3 separate regions of the Mus musculus genome follow, and regions 2 and 3 are each linked to region 1. A link is a contact called in public HiCAR-type and promoter capture Hi-C data. All regions are on one chromosome and are shown on one strand. The core of a region is the stretch at or near the end of the contact, and the rest is flanking DNA. Distances in the headings are between cores, read along the strand shown. Region 1 holds the start of Cop1 (COP1, E3 ubiquitin ligase). Region 2 holds the start of Rc3h1 (RING CCCH (C3H) domains 1). Region 3 holds the start of Rabgap1l (RAB GTPase activating protein 1-like).

Region 1 (4,554 bases), core at 1,010-3,509:
GGTACTCTGAGATAGTTCAACAGTCAGTGCCTAAGTTATCTGTTTAATAATTGAATAATACTGATTTCTCACACCTTTTACACTATTAAACGACCTAAGGATGCTGGCATCTTGGTTTGAACTACAAATAATGGCCAAAAAGAAAAAAGCAAACTGTTTTACTAGTTTCTACCTTATCATGTGACACTATTGATTGGACAAGAATACAAACACCTCACCCAGGCAGTGGTGACAAACACCTTTAATCCTAGCACAAGAAGGAAGAGGCAGGAGGATCTCTGAGTTCAGGGCCAGCCTGTTCTACAGAGCTAGTTCCAGGATATCCAGGGCTACACAGAGAAACCCTGTCTCTAAATAAATAAATAAATAAAGCCAAACAAAAAAAGGAATGCAAACACCTCTTACACCCAACCATAAACTTCTTAAATTACAAATAACCACAGCTATAATTCTATTTCAACACACACACAACTTCTGAATCTAAACAAAAGCAAAATTACGAATTATATTAGTGAACAAGAAAGTGTAGCTAATACCTTTCTCAATGGTTACAATCTCTAAGCTTATCATCTTTAATAATACCATTTAAGCCCATCTTCTACTGTGATCTGAACTAACTTCCCCAAGCATGACTGTTCAAGCCAACTTCCTACATCATTAAGTCAAACAACAAGTTCCTTCTTAGGAAAGGCCCAGAATTCTACCAGTTTGTGAGCAGGAAATCTTCATTAAGCTCTCATAATCTTACCAGTAATATCAAAACCCAATTAAAATTCAAAGCATTCTTCAAGACAATCAGATTCATCTTTTGCTTAAAGTCCCTCTTAGATGCCAAATGCCTGAATTCTACTGTGTCGCTCAAGATGCCAGCTGTGATGCAATGACTGTAAAAGCGTTTCTCAAGTCAGAGATTCCAGTGTATACACAGCGCTGCGATCGTTCCATACAACACAGAAACACTAAAAATGTGTTTCCCTTTTTCCAACAGTTGAAACCTGGAATTGGGTGTGAACAAACTTTGACTACAAAATTATTAACAGTATTACAAGTGTCCTATCTATTCAAATTCATATTCCAACGCAGGATGGGCAAAAATAACTTCGTAAAGCATCACCAACCAGGTTTCGAGCACCATCTACTTTTTTACAATATAGTGTTGACCAGCAATCCCACACCTCAGAATCACCAGGCACTAACTAGTCTTCTACCTCCGAAAATCATGAACTACTCCTGACTGATACTTCGTCCACTAGATGGCCAAAAAAAGAAAGAAAACAAAAACAAAAACCAGAAGGGATTTAACCTCCTACCCCGAATACTTCCTTTCTAATAACCACTTACTGGACCTCCATCTTTATCCTTAAGCACTCCCTTAAATGCCTTCAGTTCCTGGACACCAGCACCCACTTCTGTGCAATCCCATTTCACCACTTTGCCTAAGGATCCCAGTCCAGCTCCACCTCCCAACCGGGAACCTTAACTCTGCAAACACTCAACTCTCTAGGTTCGAATCCCAGCACCTCCAACAGGCCTCCCTCCACGGGACCCCGCCAGGCTCAGCAGCAGAAACTCGTGGTCATGCACGCAGGGGCTGCTATGCAAACCCACCAGACGAAGTCGTTGCTTTTGTCCTCGTAGGAGTTGAGGAGCCCGTTACAAAGCGGGACGAGCAGAGGTCGCTTCCTACTGCTACTGCCGAGGCTGGAGCTGCTCCCTCCAACGCCGGCGCTGGGCCTGGCCGCGCAGCTGAGCCGGGACTGGCCCGCGGACACCGCCCCGCCGGCGCTCGCGCTGCCAGACACCGCGGCCGCCACCAGCACAGGCCGCCCCGGGCCGCCGAGGCCGCCGGAGCCCGCGGCCGGAGCCACGCCGCCGGACACCAGCGTCGCCGCCGAGGCCGCCACGGACGGCGGCGACGGAGACGAGGATAAGGACGAGGAGGCGGAAGTCACCGAGGAGGCGGCCGAGGAGCCGGGGCTCGTCCCAGCGGAACCCGAGCCGGCCTGGCGGCTACCTGACATCGTGACTCCCTCCCTTGGCCCTGCGCTCCGAGGCGAGGGCCCGGACAGACCGCGACCCTCCGCCGCCCCCGGCGCTCAGCTCCCGAGCATCCTGAGGACGCGCCGGGAGACGGGCCGGGGGAACAATAAAGTTAGGCTTCCCACCGCCGCCCCGCCGCCGCGTCCTACGCGAGGGGGCGGGGGAAACTATCACATCCGAGGAGCCATGACTGCCGAGGAGGCCGCCGGGGCAGCCAACCCGGGCGCGCCGAGGCGGTCGGGCTTGCGCATGAGCGGCGGAAGGGGCGGGGCAGCGGAGCAGCTGCGCGCGCAGGCGCCGGCGCCGGCGCCGGGCTGTACGGAGATGCCGAGCGTGTAGTTCTCCGAGTGGAAAGCTGATTTCCTTTCTGACGTAGTAGAGAGATGGCCGTTTTCATGGAGCCAAAGGGTGGAAGGGGAAAGGACGGGGAATCTGGTCTAGTGGACCGGGAACGCTCGAAAAGCAACTGCTTAAGCGTGCCCCGGGTGGACGCTGGCGGATTGCCCAGCTAAAACTGCGGCGGTACGGAGCAGTGGTGTTGCGCATGCGTGTGAGCGAGCGCGCATGCGGCTATGGATTATTATCTGGAAAATACTAAGCTCACTTGTGTTCTCTTGCGGCTTCGCGCTTTTTCCCGATTGTGTGGCAGGAATATAATTTGTTTTCGTTTAGATTTTTTTTTTCTGTTTAGATTTTGAAGTCCTGTTAGGAGGAGTAAGGGGCCAGGGCAGTGAAAAAGGGTTACAAGCCTTAGGTTTCAATCTGAAAGAGCCACAACGTGAGGACTTCCCCACGTTCTGACTCAGGAGAGGCGACACCCCAAAATCACCAACGAGAAACGGTCTTGCTGCAAATTGCAAGAGGATTTTTATTCAAGAGCGCTCTCGGCCCACGGTCATACACCACGCAGGGGTAGAGGACCGTGGCGCCCCGAGTAGCTGGGTTAGGGGGTATTTAAAGGAAGAAACCACAACTTAAGGAGGTGGGAAGGGCGTTGTTGGAAAATACCAAAAATACCAGTTAAGAGTCACAAGGAAGTACAAAGTCACAAGTGTCAGGTTATCTCTCAAGACAGTTTCTAAGAGCCCCTAACAATCTAAGAGCCCCTAGCAATAGCACCTTTGCATAGTGGGTTCCAGCAATGGTCAGGGTGACTTTCTTTGAATTAACACTCTTTGAACCCAGGAAGCTGATGGGTGGAGGAATGTTGATATCTGTTTTATGATTAGCATACCTTGGAGCATTGAGTCACAAAGGCAAAATTCCCAAGCCTGGGCCCAAAGGCCTAGAATTTTGTCTTTATTACTCTTTCAAATCAAACATTTTATAGTACCAGAAATTATTTGCTTCTTGTCCCTGATGTCACTTATCTAAATTATCTCCAACCTTTTGTAAAACCTCATTGATAACTCCGTCTTTGTTGGCATTGAAGCAGCAATACTCGCCTAGTTCCCCTGGGAAATGAAAACTAAGTCTAAACCTGGCCGGTTTAGGAGGACAACTTTTGTCAGAGCCTCTGTCTGGACATGAAGCAGATAGAATTCAACGTGTCTGATGTCTACCAGTCTGATGATGCATCTGTTGTAGGCTCCTTTATCCTCTGATTAGGGATACAGTACTTAGGGCTACTGTCCTTATTCCTTCTGTCACTGGACCACAGAGAGCGGCAACCCAAGGGGGAATAAGAGATGGGCACCTTATGGTCCTGGATAAGCATACACTTGGAGTATATACATAAAACTGGATTATTATACACATTCCTAAGTGTTGGGAATTAAATCGCTGTAAATTTGGAACAGTTGTTAGAAACTCTGTACTCGTGAAATAATCCACGCAATATAGTTACTGATAATCACACCAATTAAGCATATTAAAAGTTTTAAGTCCTTTTTATTGATGGCCAGATGGAGAGTGGTCTCATATCTTTGAAAAGTCTCTTGGTGCTCTAGTTGAGGGGTACAGAGTTTTTAAATCAAAACCCACAAAGACCATAATTTACATCAAAGTTAGAGGAGAGTCAAGTAACTTTGAAACATTTATTTCTGGTAGAGCATAGTAATTATTTTAGATATAACATCAATTATCATTTAGTTTATTTTTGAGCTCTTGGAGCAGTTAGGTCCATTTTAGCTGACTCCTCTCATTGGATTTGTCTATTCAAAGACAAATATGGATGGGCTGGCTTACTGGTACCAGGGAAATAGAGAAGAAAACTTCTTTAAGGTCCAGGATATATAGAGCTGGGTATCTGGTGGGAGGAGGCTGAGCAAAGTATACAGATTTGGAACAGTAGGATGGGTGATTTGAGACATAACACCAACAACAAAATCAAAAAAGATAACTTCCTGAGCCAAACTTCCCCTCATGTGCTCAATCATTCACACACTAGGCTGGCCATTCACTCAAGCAATACTGAAACCGCATCTCTCCTGAGACAGAACAGGGATACAGGTCTCCACTATTAGTCTCTCAACTTATTGTGGGGAACTGGGGAAGAATTTCCTGTTGGAATTT
Region 2 (4,554 bases), core at 676-3,175, 1.7 Mb before region 1:
AATATCTTCTTTGTACAAGTCAACCTTCCTTTTAATATTAACTCAGCCCAACATTCAGGATGCTAAGACAGGAAGACTGTTAATTCCTGCCCAACCTGGGCTACATCAAGACCACGTCTCCAAAACAATAAAAGGAAAGGAAGAAACACAAAGACCCCTAGATAGATCCTGAAAGTGAATATTAAGCAGTCTTCTTGAATGCTTTCAAGCTTTTTAATAATTTTTCTGCATACCCACGTAGAAAATGGAATAAAATTTACCTCTTCCCCCTCCATTTGAAAATGTATGTGGTAAATGCCTAGAAAAATTACATTTAGGAGAAATAGCTAACTTTTAAGTATAAAGATATTATTGCAGTATAGCATACTAACATAAAATGAGGTGTCTCATCCTAAGCCTAGCCACTTAAAACAGAACCACAACTGGTTTTTGTTTTTTGAAAACTATCAGTAAAAGTTTCTATTGTCTGGCATTTTGTTGGCTGAATTAGTTTTTTGATACAAGTCTTGTCAAATCAGGATACTCTGCCTCAGCCTCCTGAGTGCTAGGATTCACAGGCAAGCATAACGGCAGGCTAAAAGTATTGGAAATCTTAGAAAGTAGGCTTTAAATATGAAATTTCAAACAGAGAAAAAAGAATCTTCTCCAAATTTTGGGACAAACTGGAAAAAAAATGATTAGAATATGAGACAGACACATGAACTCCTAAGGGAGACAGATGAACCACTTCTCTGTCCTAAGTGCTTCCAGCAGATACCAAAGAGGTTAATGATATCGCCTCTGCTGTACACAATTCAAAATGGCTAGTTAGAAAAGTTCCGCTCAAACCTTAACAATCTGTCTCCGTGCTGCCAATAAGTGGCTTTGTTTCCAGTTTCACGGACTATTCTGGGATGTCAAGAGTTACATTATTGCTGCTTCAAAAAGAGCCCTTGTTTCGGCTAGCTCCCTCGGACCTGGGATGTGAGTACCGTGGTGTTTACAGAGACCTGATGTTTAGAACCTTGTTAGGAAAGGTCCACCCCTTACTACTCCATCCTTTACCAACAACCACATTTTGTGTGTTTTTGTTGTTGTACACTTATAGTCTTTTTGAAAAAGGCACCTGCACATGGTTTCGTCTTGGCCAATAGGGTTTATCTCCAGGAACTCCTGGGAAACCGACACCCTAAAACCCACTTGGCCAAGGGAGGAAGGGGGCTGGGGAGGGAGCAGCCACGCCTGGCAGCTAGGCAGGAGCGGCGGCTGTTTACAGGCGCCTACTCCCTCCCCCACCGCACAGACAGGGGTCCAAACAACATTTCCTGCGAGCAAACTCACCGCCCGCCCGCTGTCCTCCGAGGGACCTCGGAACCAGTCAGCCTCGGACCCCCCCAACCCCCCGCTCCCGCCCCAGCCTCCCCAGCCTTCCCGGCGTCCAGGGCGGCGTCCGCACCGCCCCTCGGCCTACCTACCCCGGCAGGCCCTCCGGGAGGCACGCGGAGGCCTGAGGCCTAAAGGACGCCGGCCACTGACAAGCCCTGGGGCCGGTCCCGAGCGCAGGGCGGGTGAGGACAGCCCCATCCCCGCAGTCGCTGCCTATTGTTCTCGGCCGCGGCCGCCCCGCTCCCCACACTGCCGACCGCCACTTGCTCACCGCTCTGGTCCGAGCAGCAGCTCCTCTCAGCTCCGAGTCCCTGCGGCCGTCGCCACCGTCGCGGCAGCCGCCGCCGCCGCCGCTGCCACCATCGACTCTGACTCTGTCCCAGGCCGCCGGACCACGGCCGTAGCCGCCACCGCCAGCGCCGCCTCCAGCCCCCCACCTGCTGCTGCTGAGGCTGCTCCTGCAGCAGGGGCCATCTTGTTGGTCGGCCTCCCCTTCCTCCTCCGCGTCCTCCGCCGCCCGTCGCTCGTTGTCCTCGTCCCCTTCCTCTTCCTCAGACTCCGGCCCGCCCCGAGACTGGGGCGGAGATGAAGGCGAGGCTCCTCCTCATGGGGCGTGGCCAACGGGGCGGGGCGTGGCTAACGAGGTGGGGCGTGGTCGTCTGAGGGCGGGGCCGGGAGGAAAGCTCTGAGTCACCGGCCCCAACGCCCTGTCGGGAGCGGGCGACGCGCCCCGCCCGTGTCTCGAGCGCTGTCGCGCCCCGAGTGGAGAAACTTGTCCCACCTCCTCCCGGGCCACCCGCCTGGCCTGTGGCCACAGTGCCTTTGGTGCTGGCAGGCAAGAGGCCAGGCGGTTCCCGTAAGCTCACTCCTATGGAGTCTCGCGCTGCCTCTGAGCTTGTCACTTTCTGAGGTCTGGACTCTTCCTCGACTCTAGCATCTTTTTTCTTATATGCTACCTCTCCCCAGCCTCACTCGCGCTTGTGTGTGTGTGTGTGTGTGTGTGTGTGTGTGTGTGTGTGTGTGTGTGTGTGTCTGTGTGTGTGTGTCTGTGTGTGTGTCTGTGTGTGTGTGTCTGTGTCTGTGTGTGTGTGTATGATGGCGTTTCTCTTAAGCTCTGGACTCTTCCTCTTGTATCTGTTTTGCATCCCACCCCTTTCCAGTACCCTGTGTTGTGGGGTGTGTGTGCACACATCTTCGACATAATTCGGTTTAGCCAAATTCTGGAGAACCGAAAGAAACGGAATTCTAATACTATATAGTATTAAATTTATATTCTAATTTTCACATTAAAACTGTCCTCAAGTCAACACCATAAAATGCTCCCCGCTCTCCTTCTGCTTCCTGCTTTGTCTGTGAAAGCAGAGAATTTGTTGTTCTGTCCTTTCTTTTTTTTTTTTTTTTTTTTTTTTTGTTCTGTTTTTGAGACAGGGTCTCTCTATTATATACCCTTGGCTATCCTAGAAATTCTTCTGTAGACCAGGCTGGCTTTGAACTCACAAGAGTTCCATCTGTCTCTGTCTTCCAAGTGAAGGAATTAAAGGCATGGGCCCCATGCCCAGACTGTCCTTTCTTCACTGTAAACTCACCAACATCGATTTAAAACAAACAAACAAATTACTTCCACATCTCACAAGAAACAATTACTGGGTGGCTGTTGGGCTTGTTTGGGCTTTGTTTTGGTTTCTTTTTTTTCCCCGTGGGTGTTTGATTGTTTGTTTGTTGTTGTTTTGGTTTGGCTGGGTTTGTTTTATTCCCGGAACAGAAAATCCTGGAGCCTGGACTGACCTGGAAGTTCTGAACCTCTGCTCCCTGAGAGCTCAGATTATAGGTATGGCCACCTAGCCATACCTGGCCAGGCTTTGGTTCTTGAGACAGGCTCTTGCTTTGAGACCAGGGTGGCCTGGAGCACGTTCACGGGCTCGTCTCTCACCTCATTTTTAATTTTTTTATTTTCTTGGTTTCTCTGTGTAGCTCTGGCTGTCCTGGAATTCACTCTGTAGGCCAGGCTGGTCTTGAACTCAGATTTATCTGCCTGCCTCAGCCTTCCAAGTGCTGGGATTAAAGGCCTGTGTCACCACTGCCTGCCCTGCAAATCCTTCTGCCTCTTAACTTTAGGCTTATAGGTGTAAGACAGCATATCCAGCTCACACAGCTGAAATATCACACATTTTCCTGAACTTGGAAGAGGTTTTTTTGTAGTGATTATAACTTCATGGTGGTGAGATTTCAGCTTATTTTTAGACTTATTCATGCCTTTATTGATTGTGTTTGCTGCTTTGGAGTGAGCTAAATCTGTAATCTCTTAAACTACTAAATACAGCTGTCCCCACTTATCTGAAATTTCTATGATTTGAGTTAGCTCTGGACAACTGTAAACCAAAAATATTCAGTGAAAAATTCCAGAAATAATTCATGAGTTTTCAATGAATTTTTATAATATGTTGTTATAATTGTTCTATTTATCACTAGTTGTTAACTATGCCTAATTTGTTAAATAAAACCTAATTATTCTTATGTAAAAGTAAACACATAGAAGGTTCTGTACTATTCTCCTTCAGTTTAGTCATCTGCTGAACAGTTGGGAACATACCCTAGTCAGATAAGAGCCTGGTTCTTGCAGTAAGCCAGGACCTGATTTCCAGCAGCCCTAAAGTTTAGGCCAGCGTGTTACTAATCTAAACGTTATCTCTTGGAAAGCCTTTCCCTCCTCAAACAACCAGGGGTCAGTCCCCTACTAGGACAAACAGATAGTCTGTTCCTCCTGCCATTCCTCCCGCCTCACTCCTAGGGAACCTTCCACAACAAAGTTTTAGCTGCTGTTGCTAGGCACACATGCCAACCTCTCTGTTTAGGTGAAAGGAAGTAGCCCGGCTTCCATTACAAACAACCTAATGAGAGTTCCTTAAAATAGGAATAGTGCTATACCTCTGCTAGCTATTCCAACTAACAATAAGCTAAATACAGAGGTTCCTCCAAGTTTATTTGAACTACATAACTGAGCAAATACTTGTTGGAAAAGGAAGAACAGCTCTGTAGAAACAAGTGTTTCTAATGAAATGAACCTGGGAGGAGTCATTTAGGTTTTGAATTCTGCAATTAGACTAGATGTGAGATACAGAAGACAATATGTCCCCCGAGACCAAGTCTATTTAAAAGAGATGTGGTAATCTATCAAGGGGAAAGAATTTC
Region 3 (4,554 bases), core at 1,026-3,525, 1.6 Mb before region 1:
AGCCTGCTGGCTGACAGCCTAGCCAAACCGGTGAGCTGTGGTTCAGTGAGAGACTCTGTCTTAAGAGAATAGCATAGAGAATGGCAGAAGATACTCAGCATCCTCTTTTGGTTTGGTTAATGTATACTTAAGTATAACACACACACACACACACACACACACACACGCACACACACACACACACAAAAGACAAAACAAAAATATAAAAAACCCCTCACATGTTAAATGCATATAAACATGGTTACCCATTAGAGTCATTAGGTGCTTTTATTAGGGCAAGCTGATTTAAATAAAGCACAGAATTTAAACTAATTTTTTAAGTGCAGTGATGAGTTCTCAGACATTACATAAATAACCCAGTCTGGGAAGGGTTCTGGGTAGTAGACAAATCCCTATGAGGACCTTCTAAAATTTTATCAAGTACAGAATCTATTCATGTCATTAAAACAATATCTGTGGGAGAGTCATATGATTCTTCCTTCCATAATATGTATTGAAAAATTCAGACTTGACTGCAAATAATAAAAATCTAAATTCATTTTAAAAATCCTAAGTAACTAAGAAAACATCTTGACTCAGGGAAATGACTAAATCTAGAGGATGACTTCTGGCTTATTTTGAACTCTTTCATAATGTGTCAGCTTCGCCTTCGGGTCAGCTTCCTTCACTGTAGAGGTGGTGGCTTCGTTAACTAAACCCACCCATCTCAGCAGCTAGTGTGAGGAAAAACTCCTTTTCATTCTCCTCCACACACAAGATGTGCCTGGCTGTGTTCAGTGTTTAATATTGTCAGTTTGACAGGATATAGGATTATCTGGGAGACAAGCGTCCAGGCGTGCCTGTGAGGGGTGATCTAGATTAGGTTAACTGAAGTGAGAAGTCCGGCTTTCACGTGAAGTCACACCCTTCTTAGGCCTGGCCTCCTGGTAAACAGGAGAAAGTGAGCTAAGTCCTAGCCTTCATTGTCCCCTTTGTCAAATAACTTCGCTTTGTTTAGAAGATACCTGAAGGCAAATGCTATGTATGGCCTTTTCGTGTGCTGATTTTCTCATAGAGCCTGGCTCAGTATCTACTTCTCGTATATTTACAATGAGACTCTGCAAACGTGGAAGTCAACAGATGATTTGTGTTAATTAGATCCTAACTTTATTAGGTATCAAACTTAAAGCATTGAGTCAGGTTCTGGTTAGGAGGTCTACTCAGGGTACAGAGCTTAACAAAAATACCTTCTGGGAAGGACCTAACACGGAGGGGAAACCCGAATGAGTTGGAACACTTTTGCTATGACACAGCATCTGTAGGCATTAACATTAAGAAAAAGGAGAAAAGAAACTTGGGTTTGAAGGTCCTTTGACAAATGTTACAGGGTAGCTTTTGGATCTGGGTGGACAATAATGACAGACCAATTGAAGTGTTATAAGAAAAGAGAACTTTCAACTCAAGAAGCTACTCTAGAGGTCCAATCTCTGGACACATTCAATTCAAACAGTAATATTTACTGAACGGATACTTTCTATAAGCCAGGTAGGATTCATCATGAAAGGCACAGAAATGGGTGAACAGGTCCCTCTAGAATCTCTAAAATATTTCACAGATTAAGGGTACACATATTTGTGCCATAAACCTGAGAAAAAAAGTTCTTATGAGATTCAAGGAATGTACAGGTCTTTTCTGGCTGCTTGATCTAGAAAGGAAAAAATTCACAGTTCAAAAATTAGTACAATATTTGTGGCAGAAAGTAAATACTTTAGTTTATCTGTCCTCCAAAATCTACTCTCTGAAAGGCTAAAAGGTGAGACCCGGGATGCCTTTACCGTTGGGTTAGCGCTTTCCTATGTAGTCTGAGTCTGGAAGAATCAATGAAGGGGGATGCCTCCAAGCACCTTCAAAGGACAAAGAGTCCCGGTGGAAAAGTTAGTCCTCCGAGGTGACTTACTGGCCTCACGGAATGGAAATATGTAAAACAGGTTTGTTAAGAAAGAATCTCCCCAAAAGGGACTTAGAACTCAGTCAGTGCTGGGGATGATTGCCAGGCACCAGCACGCGTGCTGGAGGAGGTCCTCGCGTGCCTCCGCTCTCCTAGCTCGCCCTCTGCCCTCTGCTCAGGTTTGTACTCCGCGCTTTCAGGGTTGGGGGGGCCAAGCCGAGTCAAGCGAGCCTGTGGACGCGCGCGCGCGCCGCCGACTTAGGCAGAGAAGGCACCTCCGCCCTCGGGAGCGCGCACGCCGCGCCGAGGGGCCGGGCGCGCGCGCTCCCGCCGACCGCCTCCTCCTCAGTCCGCCCCCTCCCTCGCCTCTTCCTGCCGTGCGGTCCTCTCCCCTCCCCAGCCCGCTCCCTCCGCCCCGTTCCCTCCGCCCTCCCTGGGCTTCGGCCGCGGCGGAGTGAACGGGACGGGCCCGGCCGCAGAGCTCTGGGCGGCGGGTGGGACTCGGGCGTCTGACAGAGTTGTTGTTCCGGCACGGCCGCGGAGACGTGAGGTGAGGTGAAAGCGGCCTTCGAGGGGGGCTCGAGGGCGGCCTGACGGCTGGGAGCCGCGCTCCGGGGGGTTTTGAGGTGGACCCGGCTGGTTCAGAGAGGGTCGGGGTGCGAGGCCCGGCCCGGGACCGGGATGCTGGAGCGGGGCGGAAGGCATCCGGCGGGCTCAGCACCGTCGGCCGCCTCCGGGACACCCGGGTTCTCCGTGTGGCTGGCTCGTCGCGGTGGGGCGGCCGGGCGGGAGGCGGGGTTGGCGCCCCTCACCTGGGGCCGGGTGGTGGCTTGGGCGGCCGCCGCCTCCAAGTGTGCCCTCCTGACATTGCCGCCGCCCCCGCCGGCGGTGGCCGGGATGTGGCTGCTGCTGGGCTCGCAGTCCCAGCAACCCCGAGTCCGGGGGGGCGTGTGGACAGGTTTATTTTCTTACCCACTTGAAAGCGTCGGTTGGATCCCGTGTCCTTCCCTCGCTCTTCCCTTTCCTCCGCCCCGCGCACTTTGCTCCGTTCCTGCTGGCGATGCTTGTGGTTTTGCTGTCTGGGATAGGCTGTTTTTTGGGCAGATCTCTACCTGCCAGGAATGCCCCGCTTCAAAGTTGACCGCGTGGGCCCCGACAGACACTCATCCACACCCACGCGCATGTTGTCCTCCGTGTCCTGATAACTGAGTCAAAGTTTCTGAGACCGAGCTGGTACTTTGCTCGGATCGCCAACGGTGCAGGGCTGGGCAGTGCGTCAGCATGTGGAAAGGGGCCACTGGCCATTGGGGAGGTGGCCAGGAGCAAGGAAGGCTGAACTGAGAAGTTCATTTGTGGTCTCAAGACAGTTTCGTTCAGGTGCTTATATATTCTTTTTGGACTTCTCAGAGTTGGTTATATCAGAAAAAGACTCGAATTTAGGCGATCGTTTTTTCAGAACCGATGGTATGCAAATTAAATGAACCGCTAACCTTTAATGGTAAGGGCTTGCTTGACCTGCTTAGTGCTGTTTGGAAACAGATGTCAAAGCATGCATTTTTTTTTCCAATGGACAGTTTAGATGATTTTAATGCATCTAAATTTTCTTGTGTATGAGAAGAGGTAGATAGTTGACTGTCACAATTCAGAGAACACAATTTCCTGAAAACCTTAAGACTTTTCTTGTAGTAGTGTTTACATTTGGCAGCCGCTGCACTTCTGTAGAATGTCCAGTAATCGTGATCAGGAGGTACAGACATGAAGTTTGTAGTCAAATTGGAAGTGGATTCTATTCGTGGAAAATACTAGTTTACAAGCTGCCTGGAAAGGGAAATTGGCCTGTGATTCATTGTCTTAGTTGTGTTCTCTATATGAAACTGACACTGAGGTTGAAAGGAGAAAGGCTAGATGAATTTAATATAGTATATGTTACTACAAAATGTACTTCTTGGGAAGCTAGCTAAGACTTTGAGTTAGATTGATGACCATATTAAATTAGTTCAAGATGTACTCTTAATATACTAAACCACCTGGGGAGAAATAGATGTGATTGTTCAGGGCTTATCTGTGAGCATGTTGGAAAGCTTAATTTGTGCTCTGGGAAGCTGCAAATAAGGTAGGAAGCTCCAATATTATTGAGGAAAATAGCAAATATACAAACAAGTGCAAAAGGTATGGCTGTAGACCTATGGCAGTTTTCTTTCTTTCCTTCTTTTTAAAACATTGGATGGGAAGTTCTGTATATTATGTTTGTGTTGTTCTGAGAATTTTTGCTTGTTTGATCATTCCCTCATGATTTATATCATTAGGGTGTTCTAAAAAATATTTGAAAAGTTGTATTATTTTTGTTGGGGTATTTATTTATTTTTTAAAGATTTATTTGATTTTATGTGTTTTATCTCCACACAAGTCTGTGCACCCCCTCTGTGCCTGGTGCCAGAGGAGACCAGAAGAGGGCATCAGATACCCTGGAACTGGAGTTACAGACAGTTGTTAGCAGCCATGTATGTCCTAGAATTAAAACCAGGTCCTCTGAAGGAACATCTAGTGCTCTTAAACCACTGAGCTGTCTTTGCCTTATTTACTTATTTTTTGAGACAGAGTCTTATATGGTAGCTCTGACTGACCTG

What was found. Promoter capture Hi-C pulls out the DNA fragments that hold promoters and counts their contacts. HiCAR-type assays count read pairs that join an accessible place to other places.
Region 2: a HiCAR-type map of astrocytes shows a contact between it and region 1, with 5 times the contacts expected there. The contact joins the promoter of Rc3h1 here to the promoter of Cop1 in region 1. A contact is called at or near these places in 1 of 39 promoter capture datasets (pre-B cells), 1 of 115 datasets of contacts at active chromatin or transcription factors (astrocytes) and 1 of 9 other capture datasets (liver).
Region 3: a contact with region 1 is called in a promoter capture Hi-C map of pre-B cells. The contact joins the promoter of Rabgap1l here to the promoter of Cop1 in region 1. A contact is called at or near these places in 3 of 39 promoter capture datasets (hippocampal neurons, liver and pre-B cells) and 1 of 9 other capture datasets (adipose tissue).

What each region holds. Positions count from the first base shown.
Region 1 is chr1:159,229,905-159,234,458 of GRCm38.p6, reverse strand. It overlaps Cop1 (COP1, E3 ubiquitin ligase), which reads right to left and starts at 2,259. Exons shown (of 20, transcript NM_011931.4): 1 at 1,609-2,259. The coding sequence starts at 2,021.
Region 2 is chr1:160,903,782-160,908,335 of GRCm38.p6, reverse strand. Rc3h1 (RING CCCH (C3H) domains 1) reads right to left here and starts at 1,925. Exons shown (of 20, transcript NM_001024952.2): 1 at 1,637-1,925.
Region 3 is chr1:160,790,659-160,795,212 of GRCm38.p6, reverse strand. It overlaps Rabgap1l (RAB GTPase activating protein 1-like), which reads left to right and starts at 2,275. Exons shown (of 21, transcript NM_013862.5): 1 at 2,275-2,477. It overlaps Gm37083 (a long non-coding RNA gene), which reads right to left and starts at 3,318. Exons shown (of 3, transcript XR_003948752.1): 1 at 2,900-3,318.